2 separate regions of the Oryza sativa genome follow, and region 1 is linked to region 2. Evidence: chromatin contacts called from public ChIA-PET data. All regions are on one chromosome and are shown on one strand. The core of a region is the stretch at or near the end of the contact, and the rest is flanking DNA. Distances in the headings are between cores, read along the strand shown. Region 1 holds the start of LOC4326871 (ocs element-binding factor 1). Region 2 holds the start of LOC4326868 (bidirectional sugar transporter SWEET2a-like).

Evidence for each region. ChIA-PET counts read pairs in DNA pulled down with a chosen protein or histone mark.
Region 1: an H3K9ac ChIA-PET map of seedling shows a contact between it and region 2, with 3 times the contacts expected there. The contact joins the promoter of LOC4326871 here to the promoter of LOC4326868 in region 2. A contact is called at or near these places in 5 of 15 Hi-C or Micro-C datasets (leaf, panicle and seedling) and 3 of 4 datasets of contacts at active chromatin or transcription factors (leaf and seedling).

The regions. Positions count from the first base shown.
Region 1 is chr1:20,600,353-20,606,568 of ASM3414082v1, forward strand. It overlaps LOC4326871 (ocs element-binding factor 1), which reads left to right and starts at 2,787. Exons shown (of 1, transcript XM_015785851.2): 1 at 2,787-4,292. The coding sequence starts at 3,528. The coding sequence ends at 4,076.
Region 2 is chr1:20,527,159-20,533,813 of ASM3414082v1, forward strand. LOC4326868 (bidirectional sugar transporter SWEET2a-like) reads left to right here and starts at 1,899. Exons shown (of 6, transcript NM_001406288.1): 1 at 1,899-2,153; 2 at 2,348-2,384; 3 at 2,509-2,725; 4 at 3,202-3,360; 5 at 3,536-3,655; 6 at 3,748-4,188. The coding sequence starts at 2,066. The coding sequence ends at 3,858. It overlaps LOC107279238 (a long non-coding RNA gene), which reads left to right. Exons shown (of 2, transcript XR_010741847.1): 2 at 1-1,804. LOC4326869 (protein kinase and PP2C-like domain-containing protein) reads right to left here. Exons shown (of 12, transcript NM_001408975.1): 11 at 6,446-6,541; 12 at 5,184-5,680. The coding sequence ends at 5,486.

The DNA of each region.
Region 1 (6,216 bases), core at 1,537-4,036, 74 kb after region 2:
CACATCTCACTCCCTTTTGCAGTACATTCTTCTTTTCTTCCTTTGCAGGAGGATCGATGTATATATCCTAGAAGTTACTACACATCTCACTCCCTTTTGCTGTTCTTTTCCTCCTTGCAGGAGTACTGGAATAATCCACCTGGACAGGTTGTACAAACACTGTATCATCCAGTCCGTGCAATTTAGTAATTATCAGATGTTACTATTGGGATCGAGCAAAATCAATAATCATTCAGAGTCCGTGTACCATTACAAATCCACTGTATATAGCCGATCACCTCCACTGCAATTCTATGGTCTGGATGTGCCACAATATTGCAGTCATTATTGAGGAAGGATATCGCTGTCAGAACAGGGTTTTCTTCCGCCGCCCAAAGATTGTTTGCAAAACGATGGTTAAATTATTGATCCGTCACTTGTATGTATTATGGAAATTCTGCTTTCATTTTCGGAGGCACACGAAACTTGATATGAAATTTCCAGGGAAGAATAAGAACAAAATCTGACGCTACAACGGCATATCGTATCGGTGACTTCTTTGTTTTCTTTTTTTCCTTTTATTCTGTTGCTACAGTGAGATTCTTATTCTGGAGATATGTATGTAGACCATCGAATACGGGAATCTTGCAAGGTAGGCACCATTACATGTTCGTGTAAAAAATGATTTAAGCAGTGAAACCAAAATTTTTATGGAGCCTCTACAAAACCAACTATATAGTCATTGGTATCTTAAAAACCGGTGGCGGGAGGTAAATGCCCACTTCCATGCACCTGCGAGCCCGAGCAGTTTCCTAGGTTAGTGGACCAGCCACTGGCCGTCGGTTTATCTAACAAACTTGTCACAATTTCAATTATTATTTAACTATATTTTTAACTAAAGAAAAAAGAAGTTAGAATCTTCAACTTTCAATATTGTTGAATACTTTGTGCATTGCCAAGCAAGCCACCAACTATAATGATGCCCGGCAAAACATTTTGAGGTTAGTTCCTGGTTAGGTGAGCATGGTGTTAACTGGTTGGAGACCTTAATTTTTTCGTGAACGCACAAAAAGATTGCACGTAAATATATTAGAAGAAAATAGATTTTTTACACAACATAATCAGTCAGAGCGGCTTATGCCAAAGGAAGGAAGAAAACAAAAACAAAAACTAAGAAAGAAAAAGAAAACTCGTACGACGGGTACTCCATTCAGCGGGAGATGGCAGAGCCACGCTACACTATCAACAAGTTGGAGACCTTAACGTTATTGTCGCCCTTGCCAAAAAGAAAAGAAATTAATGAGGACTATATATGTCGGAGAAATTTCCATATATGCTCCTAATTTTTTTCACCTAATCGATCTCTTTCATGTATGCCTTGAGTTTTCCTCAATCTGTTGTATACACCTTATTTCGTTGCCATATCAAAACCCCCCATATACATCCATCCCGTTAGTGTGGCCATTAATTTTTCTCAAAATGGCTATTTTGCCCATGTTCATATCCTATAGTAATAAGCGTACACCCTACATAACATATTTTAGTTCAAAAAATATTAGAGTGGCCGAAATACATAGTCACTGAAATTTTGAGATAAATTTGACATGCGATAAGTTTTTTTTAGAAAATGCATGTAGTGGTAAACCGGCAATTTCAAGATATAAATTCATTGAAAAAATATATTTCAAATTTCAAGAAAAAAGTTTCCTTTTTTTTAAAAAAAATCATTGATTTTACTAATTTATCCCTTATTCCCTTTTTGTCCCCAACTTTTTTTTTATAAAACCTTTCTCACTTTAGGCTGTTTAACAAGTGCTACAATATTGTGATTTCAAAAAGAATAATAATAATAAACGGTCAATTCATGTCCAGCTAACGAATAACCCGCAAGTGGAAATGCGTTATTTCCACATGCTTTTAGTTTTTTTTTAGGGCAACATGCTTTTAGTTAGAGGCCCTTAAAATTACATTGTTATTTAACCTTCAACCTAATTAAAAATTGAAACAAGTTAAGTCGATGCAAATCAGAATCAAATTATCCGATGTATTCCTATCATAATACTTTGTCCATCGGTTTCGTATTAGAATACGTTTGTAGAGTCGAATAATTATATTGTGATATTATATTCCCAGGTAAATTTATCATATAATTTTTGCCTTTTTTTTTGTTTTTCTAAAACAAGTGTTTGAGAATTTATTGATGTTTTTTTTAAAAAAATTTATGGCCATGTCTTAGCCTAAATGTCCAGTACTTATAACCAAAGGGATATAAAAATAAAAACAAAACCCAATTTGGGCAAGTAGTCCAAACCAGGCCACTCAGGCCTTCCCCAGTAACCAGTCCACATGTACTGTCCATGCATGAGAAATGACACATAGACCACCAATCTAATGACCAACCAAAATCAATCAATCAATCAATCGAACAATTCACCTCTCGCTGTCACCCCCTGACAACGCAAACGCAAACGAAAACAAGCAGCAAGAGAGAGAGAAAAACCGGTGCACTGCAAGCCCCTCCCCAACCCGGGAGGAATCCCCACCCAGACACCTCGCCGGAGATTCCAACGACCCTTTCTTTGCTTTCTCCTCCTCCTCCTCCTACTTCGCTTTAACTTAGGTGTCCCTTTCTCCCTCCACCACCACCACCACCACCGCACAACCCAGCTTTGCCTCACCTCATCTTTTATTTTTATTTTAATTTTTAATTTTTTTTTTGCTGTGAATCGGAGGCCACCCCACTTAACTCCTAAGCAAAGGCAGGGGCTTCTCGGCTATAAATTGCGCCCCTCGGCCAGACCCCAATTCCCTTTTCCCTCTCCCTTCACCCCCTCGCCAAGCTTTGCTTTGCTCAATCTCTCTTGCAGCCTAGCGCCGCCCTGGCTGCTAGCTCAGCTAGCTGCTGTTGACCTAACTGTGTGTGGCCAACCTACCTAGAATCTTTCTTGATCAAACTTCCCTTTGGTTCCCTGTGCCCTGGAGATTCTGTCCGTGATCGAGCTTTGCAGTCATCTTGCATGCTCTGATATACGCTAGTCTTTCTCCAAAGCAAAACTCTGCCCGAAATTTCGGTGCAAAACCTCGTTTTTCAGGGTGAAACTCCGCCCAAATTTCCGGTGGCAAAATCCTGCTGTTCAGGGCGACACTCTGCTGAAATTTTCGGCCGGTGAACAGCGCTTTTTCAGGGCGACGCCCTGCTGAAATTTTCACCAAGGATTGTCGTCTTGGTGAACAGAAACTCTGCCCGATATTCGATTGGATTTCCTTGGTTTTTCTGGGGGAGATTCTGCCGAAATTTTCTGCACGTACGTGTACGTGTATGCTCGTGCTGTTCCAACCTTGGTGTTTATGATAACATCCACTGTTCTTGTTCAGTCCTTCTCCGTCGTCTTCCTCTACTGGTTCTACGTCTTCTCATAATCAACCCAAATCACTCTACAAGAATTTCCAACTGGTTAATTACTCTTGTTAAGAAATTGTTAGTGAAGTAATTAATCAAGTAATTAAGTCTGCTTAATTAATCAACTACTACACAAAGAAAAAGATCGATGGCGTCTCCCGGCGTTGTGTGTACTACTGTAACGCCGACGTCGTCGGCCGGGTCGGACCAGGTCGTGGCCGGCGGCGGCGAGGCGGCGCGGCGGCCGGTGGCGCCGGCGGTGATGGAGGAGCGGAAGCGGAAGCGGAAGGAGTCGAACAGGCTGTCCGCGCAGCGGTCGCGGGCGCGGAAGCAGCAGCAGCTGGACGAGCTGGCCGGGCAGGTGGCGGCGCTGCGCGCCCGGAACGGCGCCCTGGGCCTCGCCGCGCGCGAGGCGGCGCGCCGGTGCGCCGCCGTGCGCGCCGAGAACGAGCTGCTCCGCGCGCGCTCCGTCGAGCTCGCCGCGCGCCTCGACTCCCTCACCGACCTGGCGCAGTGCCTGCACGACGCCGCCGCGGCCTCCTCCTTCGCCGCCGCGCCCCCGATGATGATGGCGGGCGCCGCCACCGCCTTCCCCACCGGCGCCGTCGGCGCCGCCGCCGGCTTCATGATGCCCCAGCTGCCGCCGCCGCTCCTCGACGCCACCACCATGGGCATGCATTGCAACTACTACTACTAGTCTACTATAGCTATAGCTAGCGTGTCAAGTCTTCATTAAGTTAGCTCTAGTAAGCTCTCTCTCTCTAGTCTCTCTACATGTGTCCAAAGTGTTTGTGCCTCTTCTTTTGTGTTGTTATTAGGTGACCTAATCAAAGGGCAAGAAGGACATTTCATGTGTGTATGAGACTTTATTATAAATGTGAAATGGACATCAAGGACAATTTTATGTGGTTAATTTTTGATGCCCTTGTGGAACAAGCAACTCCCTTTATTACTATGTGTCATTTGTCTATTCTGTTCCCATTCCCTTTCCTAGCTGATGGAAAAGCGAGAACTAATTCTCTAGAAAAAGATGGACGGCCACAACTTGTTTTTATTCATATGGAATCGCTACGTGTACACGAAGCTGTGTCAGTCATTGTGGCTCTCATTGCGCTGTTATATATAGTCCGTGTAGCTGACAAGTGGCTTGTAGAGTTTCGCTACCGCATAGCAAGTCCACCCACTGTCCATTCCTCATCTTAGAATATTCTTTTGCGAATAAATTCTTGGTGGAAATTTTACGACAATCGTTTTTACTCTTATCACGAATATGAGGTGTAAGATTTTCTAACTCTCCCTTTCCTTAATACTTCGAGTATGTGTGATCTTATTGGTCATATCGTATAAAACTTGATGGTTGATACATGGGGCTCCTGTACTCTAGTTATATATATATATCTTTCAACCATTGATTGGGTAGATTTCTCTGTCAAAATTATGTGATTGATTTAGTGGTTGGTCGTGTTTGTCAATATTTATTTTATTTCCCATATACTCCAGTGTAATCATTAATCAAGTAGAAAAAGATCACATAAAAACTAGTCCAACACAACTCTTTACAATCTCCATCCTACGACATATGTGGACATCATAAACACAAAGATGGCCCACATGTCATGCCCAATATTTGATTGACGAATTATTAGCAAAAAAAAAGAATCAAGAATCTAATCAAAACGAAAATGGCCAATCAGAGAAAAATGGTTGTAAAAAAATAATGAGTGGTTTGCACTAGTGAGGAGCAGGAACTAGAAAATGGTGTAAAAATAAGATTCTTTTCTATGGTTGGTGGGACAACGATGAGATCCTTGGAAAGCTGCGAATCATTTGCAAAGGGGGGAGGAATTAGGGCCGATCGACGGGATCGATGCAGCTTTAGCTGAATAAATTAAAATTAAAGCCACAAAACAAAAGCCTTCTGAGCTCCTTGCCGTCCTGCCATGCTTAGCTTTTCAGATCATTCAGAAAATAAAAGGGTCAGTGGTATGGCTGTTGCTAACCTATTTTCTTGATTATTTGTAAATCTATCTATATGATATATGCTGGTCACATGGGTTCATATATATATATATAAGTTGTTCTGCATCAGGCCCAGCTTGTTTTTCTCTGAATAAATTTACATGTTGAATACAGAGAACTTTTGTCCGGTCTTTTAATTTTCTCCAGCTTGTTCTGGGCGACAAGTGTACGACTATGCGACAAGCATACAGTATTTCATTGTCTGATCTAAGTGCAAATAGTAGAGACATGCAATTTGAACATCGAGATCGAGGTACAATCAATAAAATTTTTAAATTCAACCGTATATTGTAGTAAATGCTATTATGTTACTAGTATTCTGATGGCACCTTGACCCATATAACGAAATGATTGAGAAATTCTACCTTAATTTAACTATATTTCTTATTTGTGCAAGATCTGGTGGCCAAGTTATATTATATCGCCTAGCTGTTATCAGATGGCTGCGCTCCAATCAGTATGGTCACAAACAAGAGGAATTTGAAACATCAATATGTGTTAGATTCACTTTGGAATTGCCCTGAAGATTCCCAGCATATGCTGCACACCGTATTAATTATTTTGCCAAATTGTAGGCTAAATGGACTTATCACACAGCACTTGAAAACAACAGCCACCACTATCATTATTAATACCATTCTTTTTTTGTAGCAAACAGTTTGATCTGGATGTTTTACATCGATCGCTAAAGGGTCTGCACATGCGGTGTTCAGCTATTTGTGGGGCAGTCAGTTTCATAGTTGTGAAATTTTGACCTGGGTAGAGAATAAAAGCACACATAATTATTCGCAAGATGGTATTAACTAATTTACTGTCAA
Region 2 (6,655 bases), core at 649-3,148:
AGCAGAAAACTTTGAAGAAGTTGGTAAGGTGGTTTTGAATAATGCTCCAAAGAATTGTAAGTTGACTGCTCCCGAAATACAAAAACAGATAGCTAATTGTTGTGCCAAAGAAACTACTAAGCTTATCATGGAAGACCTTGGTGATGAATATTTTGCAATACTTGCCGATGAATCTAGTGATGTGTACCAAAAAGAACAGTTGGCTCTTTGTTTGAGATATGTTGATAAAAAAGGAAGGGTAGTTGAGAGGTTCCTTGGTGTTGTTCATGTTGAAAATACTACTTCCTTGACACTTAAAGCTGCAATTGAATCATTGCTTATGGAGCATTCCTTGAGCTTGTCTAAGGTCCGTGGGCAAGGCTATGACGGTGCTAGTAACATGAAGGGTCATGCTAATGGACTAAAGAAATTGATTATGGATGAGTGCCCTTCTGCCTATTATGTCCATTGCTTTGCACATCAACTCCAATTAACACTTGTGGCTGTTGCTAAAGAAAACCCAGATTGTGTGTGGTTCTTTGAGCAACTTAGATTTTTGTTAAATCTTCTTGGGAATTCTTGTAAGAAGACAGAAATGCTTAGAGTTGCACAAGCTCAAAGAATTGTAGAAGAACTAGATTTGGGTGACATTGAAACTGGAAAGGGTTTGAATCAAGAAATGGGTTTGGGCAGGCCAGCAGATACTCGTTGGGGATCTCACTATAAAACTGTTATGCATGTCCTATCTTTGTATCCTTCAATTCAAAAAGTTCTTATAATGGTTGGCAAGGATCGCTCTTTTGGTGCAGAATGTGCAAATGCACAAACAGTGTTGACAATATTCCAATCATTTGAGTTTGTTTTTATGGCACACTTGATGCAAACAGTACTTGGGTTCACATCTGACTTGAATCATGCTTTGCAGAAGAGGGATCAAGACATTGTTAATGCAGTAGGACTGATTTTATTGACAAAGTTTCAATTGCAGCAATTACGCGAGGATCCTGGATGGGATGATTTTCTTCAAGAAGTGCAATCTTTTTGTGTGAAGCATAAGATCAAGATCCCTGATATGGACTCTTTCTATCGGCCGGTTGGAAGAGATAGGAGGTTCTTTATTAAAATCAAGAATATGCATCGCTTCCATGTTGACATGTTTCTAAGTGTCATTGATAGACAACTACAAGAGCTTAATGAACGGTTTGATGAGGTAAACACAGATTTGCTCCTTTGTATGGCTGCATTTAGTCCTATAGATAACTTTGCTAGTTGGGACAAAGATAAGTTGATTAAGCTTGCACGGTTTTATCCTAATGATTTCTCAAGCACAGAGATGAACCATCTTCCATCAGCATTGAAGCTCTTCCTCACTGAGATGCGTATAGATGAAAGGTTTAGAAAAGTAAAAAATCTTGCTAATCTTTCCATTATGATTGTTGAAACAAAATTGCACAATAGACATGAGATTATTTCCAAGCTTCTCAAATTGGTTCTGGTACTTCCAGTAGCAACAGCTAGTGTTGAAAGAATATTTTCTGCCATGAATTATGTGAAGAATAAATTGAGAAACAGGATGGGGGATCAATACTTGAATGATTGCTTGGTCACATTTATTGAGCGTGAGATGTTTTTGAAAGTCAAGGAGTGTGATATTATAAACCGCTTTCAAGCCATGAAGGAACGCAGAATTAAAGCTACTCTTCCAAGCCACGAAGGAACCGAAATAGAAAATTAGAGATACCATGTAATAATTTGTAATTTTATTTCTTAGATTATCGGTATTGACATACTGTGAACCATTGATTTTTTTTACTATGAATTTTTTTGTTAGACGGGAATACCCAACTTTCAAATCCTGGCTCCGCCACTGTTCACGGCGACATATCCCCCGAACCCCCGCATGGTTATATCTTGCGGACGGGACACGTACGACGGCAGCCAAGCCAGCCGCCCAAACCAGCAACCAAAGAAACAGCTAGAGAGAGAAAGAAACCCCGGATTACGGATTCCTCCCTCCCCCAAAGGCCAAAGCCTCCCACCGCCGAGCCGCCGCCGCCGCCGGCTTTCTTGTTTCTAGCTTCCTTTGATGATGAACGCTCTCGGTTTATCGGTGGCGGCCACCAGCACCGGCTCCCCCTTCCACGACGTCTGCTGCTATGGCGCTGGGATTGCAGGTACTACCATTGCTTCTTCTTCGTCTTCTTCCCATTCTCTCTATCTCTCTCTTCCCATTTTTGGGGTGCTTCGATGCTCTTTCCTTTCTTGCTTCTTGGTAATCTTGGTTGGATTGGGGAGAGGTTTCAGATGTTCTTGGCAGTTGATTGTGCCTATTTGATTCATGTTTGCTGTCTGTCACCCATTACTGCAGGGAACATCTTCGCTCTTGTGCTCTTCATCTCCCCGCTGTAAGCCCCCGGCCCCTCTCTGATTTCCCCCCACTTGTGATCTTCTGATTTCTTGGTCCGGATTGGTCGGATCGCTGCAATAATGCCGACAACTGAGAATGGCTGTTGTTGGATTTGATTTCAGGCCGACGTTCAAGAGGATCGTCCGGAACGGATCGACGGAGCAGTTCTCGGCGATGCCGTACATTTACTCGCTACTCAACTGCCTCATCTGTCTCTGGTACGGCCTCCCCTTCGTCTCCTACGGCGTCGTCCTCGTCGCCACCGTCAACTCCATCGGCGCCCTCTTCCAGCTCGCCTACACCGCCACCTTCATCGCATTCGCCGACGCCAAGAACAGGGTAACTTAACTTACCTTACCTTACCTGCCACCTTCATCAGATTCCCAGCATATGCTCTTCTGACCATTGACTTCTTCTTTTTTTTCCATTACAATTATATTATCAGTATATACTGGCAGTGTAAAGAAGTGCATATGTTAGGAATTTGATAGAAAATTGAAAAAGATGTTTTAGTAATTTGTGGTTCGGATTTAATCTAATTGTAAGTACCCGGTCCTAGATCTCCTCGTTTATTAGTGGAGGACTGTCCTGAGCGCCATTTGATGATGACACACTTAGCGGCAACACTGTTTGACGATAGAATAACGAAAAAAAAAGGAGACAAATTTACCCTTTCAAATTTTATACTGCAATTGAAATTGAATTGAGTATAAGATCAAATCAATCTACACAATTATATCATTTATACTGACAGTATTATACTAGTAGTATATTGTACCATAAAAGTTCTCTAACGAAATGGTGTGTTGCTGCAGGTGAAGGTGTCCAGCCTGCTGGTTATGGTGTTCGGCGTGTTCGCTCTAATTGTGTATGTTAGTCTGGCGTTGTTTGATCACCAAACACGGCAATTGTTCGTCGGTTACCTCAGCGTTGCGTCCCTCATATTCATGTTTGCGTCCCCCTTGTCCATCATTGTGAGTTCTAATGAATTGCACTTCTTAGTTTTTATAATCCACAATAAATTGTAGTTTCAAGTAAACATTGTGCATTTTGATACAGTTAGCCTTGACTAATCTTTTCATGTTCTTGAAATATTCTTAGCAACAGTGTATTGATCCTTTTCTTTTATGCATTTTTTGTCTTCAACAGAATCTGGTGATCAGGACGAAGAGCGTGGAGTACATGCCCTTCTATTTGTCACTCTCTATGTTCTTGATGAGCGTATCGTTCTTCGCATATGGAGTTCTACTGCATGATTTCTTCATATATGTAAGATTCCAGTTAGCTGTTGCTTTTGCTTAGTTGGCTGTCTAGCATTATATCTGTTCGGTGCATTCATCTTGTTGAATTGTCAATTTCAGATTCCAAATGGGATTGGAACCGTTTTGGGTGTCATTCAATTGGTGCTCTATGGCTACTTCAGAAAAGGATCAAGAGAGGACAGCCTCCCATTGCTAGTCACACATACATGAGCACACCAAGGAACAAGGTCCTGCAAGCAATTTGCCTGCCTTTGTTTCTTGGAAAATCATCGGTTCTCTTATCAGTTATCACATATTGGATTTTGTGTTGGTGGTGGTGTTTACTGTTCTTTTGTAAAATTGTTTTGTGGTTTGAAATGTACAAATAGATTTTGGTATACCATATTGAAAGTAGTTTTCCAGCTCTGTTGCTAGCTGCCACATCATTTCTTGGTTCTTGGATACCTTTGTATATCAGAAACAAAAATCGTCACAATCTACAATTGGAGCTGTAAGAGGTGAAATTTATCTAGCTAAATCCGAAAGCTAGCATTAACACTTACTATTTGTTCTAAATTTCTGGCTCCTGATTTAGCCAAAGGTTGGTGAGAAAATTCAAGTGGTCTCAACTTGGCTTTCCAAGGGAGTAGCTTTCATTGGGATCGCTTTCTTGCAAGCTATTGGTGTCTCAGTACAGCTTGCACGTTTTGTTTTGTTGAACACAATAATACAGAAACGTCACCCATCTACTGATTTCTAGTACAGAGCAGTTGATAATATTAAATTGCAACTGGTCCTTGATCAATTCAGTTGCTTTCTTCATCCAAATGTCAGTTACATTGCCTTAATTGGACGAAATTACAACCAGGAAGCTTGAATTCAGAGGAGAAAGTTGACCTGATGTTGATATCTCTGTTTGGCACCAGATTGAGGTTATCAGAAATTTCTGAAGATATAACAAGTGCCGTGGTTATCCGATTTAGTTCAAGTTTCTGTAAGAAAGATAGCTGATTCATGATTTCTCCTATTCGTACACAGCGGCACAACTAGGCAAGTGATCTTTTTCTATTTTTTTGAGATGGAGTGATCGTTTGTTGTACAGGTAACAGGTCAGCTTCGCTGTAATGTGATCAAGTTTTTATATTTGAATATAGGTACCAGGTTCCTTAAGTGTACAGCATCATTGTTGCGTAGACTTAATCCACGATTGTGGTTTGTACACAACATTAATGTGAAGACAATGATAGAAAAAAAATATTTTAAGTCGGGTTATTTGACCTTGCATGAATGCATGAGATATCTCGTGACAGTTACTGTATTTATTAAGATAAGTGCACTTGGGACCAATAATTATTTTTCACGTGCCTCACGGCTTGGCAACGACAGGTTGCCTCCGGATTATCCGTATTTGACGAACAAAATTTCGGTACCTGTATGAATCATTCAACGATTTCTAGCAGGTGTTGATACGAGGAACTGGAAACATTTAAACTTGGACCATCGACAATTTCACAAAATTTTATTGAGATAAGTATTGAATAAATATGGTGGAAACATTTAAAGTTGGACCATCGACAATTCCACAAAATTTTATTGAGATAAGTATTGAATAAATATGTTTTGTTCTTTTGGCCTGGAAGGTGCACAAATGAGATGAATCAGAGTTGCATAAACATTGACCAATGAAAGAATGCTATATCTCCTATCAGAAAGATTAATCATCTTTCTGCCCTAGACAGGGTAATCAGCAAATCCAATTTGTGTACAAGAACGAATCGGTGGCTTCTTTCCTTTACAGTGGTGATAATAGTATCTAAAAATTCTGACAAATGATGAAGTTACCAACAAGGCTTTGTGGTTAGTATATTCGCTCAGCAGTGGAGACGGGGCGAAGGAACACAACGATGACAGTGATGTTGTCCTTGCTGCCACGCGCTGCCGCCTCCGTGGCCAGCCGCTTGGAGCACATTCCAGGCTCTTTTACTGTGTCCTTGATGATGGACAGGACATCCTCGTTGCTCATCACGTCCCACAATCCATCACTTGCCATCACCTACAGGTAACCAAATGAAGTGGTGTGAATCTATAATGAGGTTTCTTATCTTTGATGCCATGTTTCAGTGCATCTCTTGGGTGTTCGCAGAAGCACCAAAACTAGATACCCTGTTTTGAGGTTCATCTCTAGAGTATTATGTATGAAGTCGAAACTTTGCAATGACCTCTCTTTTTTGAATGGTGGTGTTTACATTAAATTAGGAACAACACAAATATACATATTAGAAGCATAATGCCCAATAACGTTGAAAGAGTTTCATTGCAGCCAAGCAGAGCCAGGCATGTTGAGGGGTTTCTCAAAGAAACGTAGTTTAGTTACTTCCCTAACAAATAATTAGAAAAAGTAATTTGCCCATTCAATGCAGATAATAGAAATTTTGGAGAAGTAAATAATACTGGATCTCTGATATCATTATAAGATATGAAAGCAAAATAAAGAAAAGGGCCATTGGTCTATTTCTCAGAACTTAAGAATTTTCATACATAGGCTTGGATTTACTACTATATTTTGGTGGCAGTAATTGCTCAGTGTTCTACAAGGGAGAAATAAAGGTATTGCTTGGCTGAAATAAGACAAGCATTCACAGCCAAACTTCCGAAGCTGATGCCAATCATTCAACTGAACAGATTAACAGCGATCGAACAATAATGACATAATAATTTTTATGCCACACTGGTGTTAGCTTTGGTATTCTAAGATATAACAAATTGATGTATGAGAATGAAAGAAACCGCACAGATGAGAGAAACAAAATGGACATACCAGGAACTCATCATCAGGTGATAAAATGGTTTCTATAACCTCAGGTTGTGCTGTGACTGCTGGCTTAAGATCATCATCGCCAATGGACCGTGTGACCTGTCAAAAAATAACCACTCGTTTGTGTAAACTACAGACCTTACGGTTATCCTTTTATTTCTGCAAGAAATAGTATAATTACGCCGATGCAAGTGTCAAGGGATCGTTCATAGT